Linked DNA regions of Mus musculus: region 1 is linked to region 2. A link is a contact called in public Hi-C data. All regions are on one chromosome and are shown on one strand. The core of a region is the stretch at or near the end of the contact, and the rest is flanking DNA. Distances in the headings are between cores, read along the strand shown.

The links. A called contact is a pair of places that touch in the nucleus more often than the background predicts.
Region 1: a contact with region 2 is called in a Hi-C map of the G1E-ER4 cell line, with 2.0 times the contacts expected there. The contact joins the enhancer-like site here to the promoter of Nipbl in region 2. A contact is called at or near these places in 2 of 39 promoter capture datasets (the HPC-7 cell line and pre-B cells), 2 of 484 Hi-C or Micro-C datasets (the G1E-ER4 cell line and the N1E-115 cell line), 4 of 115 datasets of contacts at active chromatin or transcription factors (the SCID.adh cell line, bone marrow-derived macrophages and embryonic stem cells) and 1 of 9 other capture datasets (adipose tissue).

The regions. Positions count from the first base shown.
Region 1 is chr15:8,324,378-8,327,077 of GRCm38.p6, reverse strand. Nipbl (NIPBL cohesin loading factor) reads left to right here. Exons shown (of 47, transcript NM_027707.3): 24 at 1-79; 25 at 1,305-1,394; 26 at 2,419-2,633. Among named protein-coding and RNA genes, the nearest start is that of Gm52208, 46 kb to the right of the region's middle. Within about 2 kb of position 1,292, at least 5 of the 459 cell types and tissues checked have an H3K27ac peak or open chromatin away from gene starts, as enhancers often do. A contact at or near this core is called in the G1E-ER4 cell line, where this site is marked.
Region 2 is chr15:8,443,165-8,445,915 of GRCm38.p6, reverse strand. It overlaps Nipbl (NIPBL cohesin loading factor), which reads left to right and starts at 1,453. Exons shown (of 47, transcript NM_027707.3): 1 at 1,453-1,791. It overlaps LOC102634078, which reads right to left. Exons shown (of 3, transcript XM_017316813.1): 2 at 1,952-2,201; 3 at 53-1,853. The coding sequence ends at 625.

The sequences.
Region 1 (2,700 bases), core at 43-2,542, 120 kb after region 2:
GACTGTTGCTGCGCGACTGAGAAAAGATGCTGTCACCAGCAAGATGGATCAAGGGTCTATAGAACGAATTTTAAAACAGGTATTGAAAAAAAGGATTTAAATTAATTATATAAATAGTTGCTTGTTTGTTTGCATTTGGTGTGGGAAAAAGAGACGGGGTCTAATTTAGTCCAGGTTGGGTTCATAATGTCCCATAACACATGCATGTTTTTTCTTTCTGGACTAATTTTAATTATTTACAAGCATCATGTCCCATTATCTCCATCCCCCACCACACACACACACACTTCTCTAGAGCTAAAATTTTCAAATGTGATTGCCTACAAAAGCAGCACCAACACTAACAGTCCTCAAGAAATTATCCTAAAGGTCAAGTTTTAGGTCCTTCTCTGGATCTGCTGGGTGCCAGAGGTCAGGTCAGGGGATTTTCTGCAGTCATTCTCTACCTTACTATCATTTATTAGTTAAAGGACTAGGACTCCTTGAAAAAATAAATGATCCCACAGATGAGAGGCTGAAAGTAAGTAAAGTTTATGTATAATTTGAAATCAAGTCTTCAAAGAACAGTTGGAATAGTGCTGGGGAGATAGCTCAATTAAAGTCCCACACAAGTGTGGGGACCCGATTCAGATCCCCAGGATCCACATTAAACAAGCTCAATTAAATTCCCAGAGCCCACAAATACACTCTCTTCCTTCCCCTTAATTTTTATTTCTATAGTAATTATATAGCCACCTGAAATATATAGTGCATATCAGTATAGCTGTTAATATTTTTCACTTACTAGATTAAAATTTTGGTGTATATTCATAAGGTATAAAATATACAATGAGTTCAAAATGGTGCTTGGATATGTGAGTCCTGTCTCTAGGGGAAAAAGTAGCGTTTTGTTTTGGTTTTTTTGTCAAATGTAAATTCTGTACCAGGTCCAGGAAAGGACATTTTGGGATAATATTTACATCAACCACTTAATAAACTTTTTTAAAGATAGAATATAGTTCATAAAGCCAAGCTCAAGTAGCAGTTTGTTTTTCAGAAATCATACTTTCTAATTCTTAAAATAACTATATTTGTGTGTTTCTCATTTTTCCCCGTCAGATATGTATTTACATCTACACAACCTATTAAAGCATGCCAGTAGCTTAGTGCTTATGTATCTGTAATTCCACCTTTTGGAAGACTAGGGCAGAAGCTCACAAATTGGAAGCCAGACATGCTGGAACACTGGTTCAGAAATGGGTGGGGAATCAGTAATAAACAAGCCAGCCCCTGATAACTTTATGGTTGCTGTTATTGTGGTTTAGGTTTCTGGAGGAGAAGATGAGATCCAACAATTGCAAAAAGCATTGCTTGATTATCTGGATGAGAACACTGAAACTGACCCTTCGCTAGTGGTGAGATATGTGTTGCCTTTAAATTGTGCTCTAAAAGTAAATTGGGGTAGAGAAAGAGGAAAGAAGATATTTGGAAATGTTTTTATAGACTTTTGTCTTGGTTTGCTTTTGGATTTTTGAGACAGGGTTTCTCTGTGTAACAACCGTGACTGTCCTGCAACTCACTTTGTAGACCAGGCTGGCCTTGAACTCAGAGTTCTGCCTGCCTCTGCCTCTGCCTCTGCCTCTGCCTCCTCAAACTGGGATTAAAGGCGTGTACCACCACCACTTGGTTTACAGATTATCTCTAAATCTAGGCTAATCCTAAAAATGAGTATAGGTCACTCAGTGTTGAAGATGTTCCATTAGCATGTACAAAGATATATGTGTGTATACACTTCTTTGAAAATTAAGTTACATTTCCAGAATATAATAGGCCCTGTATACAATTTGTACACTTTGTAGGCTTGGTGTAAAGTTCATAAACAACACTGCACATAAACGCATGGGTGTTTTCAATTTATTTTTTAACTGGTCCGATAAAAAGAGTTGCAGTAACCTCTGTATTGTTTTAGCTACCTAAGACAGATTTCTAATCTATAGGCTTAGAATAGATACACAGAAGTGCTTCTGTGCTGACCTGTTTTATTGTATTTAATTTGTGTATTTATTACACAGATAAGAGTTGAAAACAGTTGGTGGTATTTTATCTTCACTACTTTATGCATTTATCCTAAACTTTCCCAGTGGTCTTACTACCAAATCTTACTGAGTCATGTGAATGTCTACCTCAAGTAGCTGATAGTACTAGTCTATCTATATGTAATACAATCATTTTTATTAAGTTAGCTTTTTACATTAACAAATTTATAATTAAATGTGAAAAAAGAAAATTCTGTAATACAGGATATTTCAGAATTTTATCAGTCTTTTAAATCTGCTTCTTTCTGATAGAGGCTATTTTAAAGAAAGCTACAGTACTATTCCTGACTAATTAGAAATATTATTAATTGTATCAACTCAAATTTATCTAATGTCTTTCCAGTTTTCTCGTAAATTCTATATAGCCCAGTGGTTCCGTGACACAACTCTGGAAACAGAAAAAGCAATGAAATCACAAAAAGATGAAGAATCATCTGACGCAACACATCATGCAAAAGAACTTGAGACAACTGGGCAGATCATGCATCGCGCTGAGAACCGGAAAAAGTTTCTTCGAAGCATTATCAAAACCACACCTTCTCAGTTCAGCACATTAAAGTAAGATGCAGGGGAAAATGGGCTAGAGATATATGAAGTGTAGATATCTATTTAAAAGAACATATCA
Region 2 (2,751 bases), core at 204-2,703:
AATAACCTGTAGGCGAGCTGTCCTATACATCAGTGCATAGACAAGCAAACGATTAACGCTGACAACTTATTTTATTTAAAAAAATATAATATGGTTCCTCCTGAGTAAAATGTGCTTACCTACTGGCACTTTTTACCTGAAGAATTAGCCCCCTTACAATTTATACAAAAACAAACAAACAAACAAGCAAGCAAACAGAAAACTGTGTGGCGATGAAATGCCCTCCGGTTTTACAGTAAGACACTACCATCGGGTACGGTACTGTATTCGTATTCACATTTTGTACTCCAGCCTTGTCCAGAGCCTCTGAGTTTTCAACATACAGAGGAAAACGATGTTTTGAAGTGCGCCGGTGCCGGGGCTCCGGTGCCCGGCGTCAGGATGGCCTGGGCTCCACCCACACCTAGATCGCAGCGCCAGAGCGACCGGCTCCTTGCTTGCACAGCGTCGCCTACAGGCCTTATCCCGACTACCAGGGAGGCAATCAAAACCACCGCCAAAAAGGAAAAAAAAAAAAAAAAAAAAAAAAAAAAGAGGCAAGTCCAGCAGCCCTCTCGTATTTCCAGAAATTAATGCACCACCACCACCACGATCACGATTCCAACTCAGCCAGGCTGGGAGTCTTCACCTCCGAGGACTGTGTTCTTCGCAGAAAATAACCCAGACAGACATAGGATCCGGCCGCTCCCGGGACGATCCATCCATCACGGCTGCGGGAACAGCGTTTGAAAGGTCGGCATCCAACCCGCCGGCAGCGGGAGCTCGGCTTCCCCCCGGGGCCCGGGGCCGGCCAGTCAGGGAGAGCAGCGCGGCCTCGGCTGGCCGCCTTCTCCGGGATTGAGGGTGGGGGGCTATGAGGCCCGGAGCGCCTGAGAAGAGGGAGATCCCGGCCTCACGCCACCACAGCGGACCAGCGCCCGGCTGCTGTCGCCTCGAGGGGGACCAAAAGGAAAAAAAAAAAAAAAAAATCAAGCCGGTCACCCGAGCAACGGCGTAGACGCCGTCTTGCAGAAGCGACCCCACGGGCAGCATCCACGGCCGTCCGTTGCACAGGACAAGGGCACGGAGCAGAACCGCCGCTGCTGCTCCCGCTGCCTCCGCCGCTGTCGCCGCCGCCGCCGCGCCTCCGGAGCCCGCGGGAGCCGGCGCGCTGAGGCAGAGCTGCGAGCCCGAGTGGCGGCGGCGGCGGTGGCGGCGGCGGAAGTGGAGTAGGGAAGAGGGGGTGGTTGTTAGTGTTTGGCGCCGGCGGAGGGAGTCATTCCTGCAGCTGCACTTCCGGTCGGCATTTTGTTCTGAGAGGGAGAGACGGAACGAGAGAGAGAGACACACACACACATACACACACACATACACACACACACACACACATACACACACACACACACACACACTGGGCTCCTTCCCCCCCGCCCGCCCTCCCGTCCCTCCCTCCCTCCGTCGGTACCGACTCACCCGACACCAGCAAAGCCGCCAGGGAGGGACGCCCCCGCCGCCAGGAGGATTGGTTCCCGGGCCCGCGGCGATGCCCCCCCGGTAGCTCGGGGCCCCCGGCCGGGTGTTTGTGTGAGTGTTTCTATGTGGGAGAAGGAGGAGGAGGACGAAGAAGAAGCCGCGATTTGTCTTCTCGGCTGCTCTCCCCCCGGCTCTACATGTTCCCCGCACTGAGGAGACGGAAGAGGAGCCGTAGCCACCCCCCCTCCCGGCCCGGATTATAGTCTCGCTCTCTCGCTCTCTCTCTCTTGCCACCGCGGCCTCGGCCTCCGCTTCGGATTCAGACGCCGATTCGCCCAGGTAAATTCCTGCTCTTTTATTTCGGCGGCGGCGGTGGCGGCGGTGGCGCCGGCGCCAGGTCCCTCAGCGTTTCTCCTCCTCGCTCCCCTCCCCGCCGTTTCCTCAGCGGCCCCGGGTCTCTTCCACGGGGCGAGTCGAGAGAGTGAGTTCGCTCGCTCGCTCCTCTCCGGCGGCAGCCACCCTGGGTGGCGGCGGCGGCGGCGGTGGCGGCGGGGTTCGTAGCCTCTCCCGGCCGGCTTCGGTGACGGGGAACCGGGCTCCCTGCCGGGCGGCCGGGGAGGCGTAGGCCCGGCGGAGAGTGCAGGCCGCGGGCCAGCGGAATCTACTTGAGCTCGGGGATTAGGAGAGCTCCGGGCTGAGCGGAGCGACTGCTGGTCGGTGACAGGCCTCGCCCGGGAGAGGAGCCGTAGCTAGTGAGGAGGCGGAAACAATACAACTATCAGCAAATGTGCCCCGATCGTCCCCCATATTTACAACTTTCCCGGTCCGGGAGTGGGGAACGTCCCAGTGAAACAAACAACCCCCCTTCTTCCCCCTGTGACCCCATGAAGGGAGGAAGTAGTTTCAGTTAGTGAAACAAATGTAAATACTCAGACACGGCTACAGTGGTAATTCTCTGCCAAACTTGTTTGGACGTTTTGGAAAGTTAATAAAGACTGGTTTCCTTTGTAAAAGGATCAAACCGTCCACATGTATATTTAATCTAGAAAACCCTAGCGTTGTGCACACTGCACATCCCCGCCCAGGAGCTTTTATGTTGTTTGACAGAGTGTGTTGCACATGGACTTTTTATTCAAAGACCAAGTAGAAAGAACTTGACAGGTTTACTCCGACACTTTGTATTTGTATCTGTTATGTAAGGATAATTTTAAATGACTACATAAAACTCTCTGGATACTTTTTAGCCTAAACGGGTGCAAGAATACAAAGAATTCTAAGTGTTTTTGAGCGTACATGGAG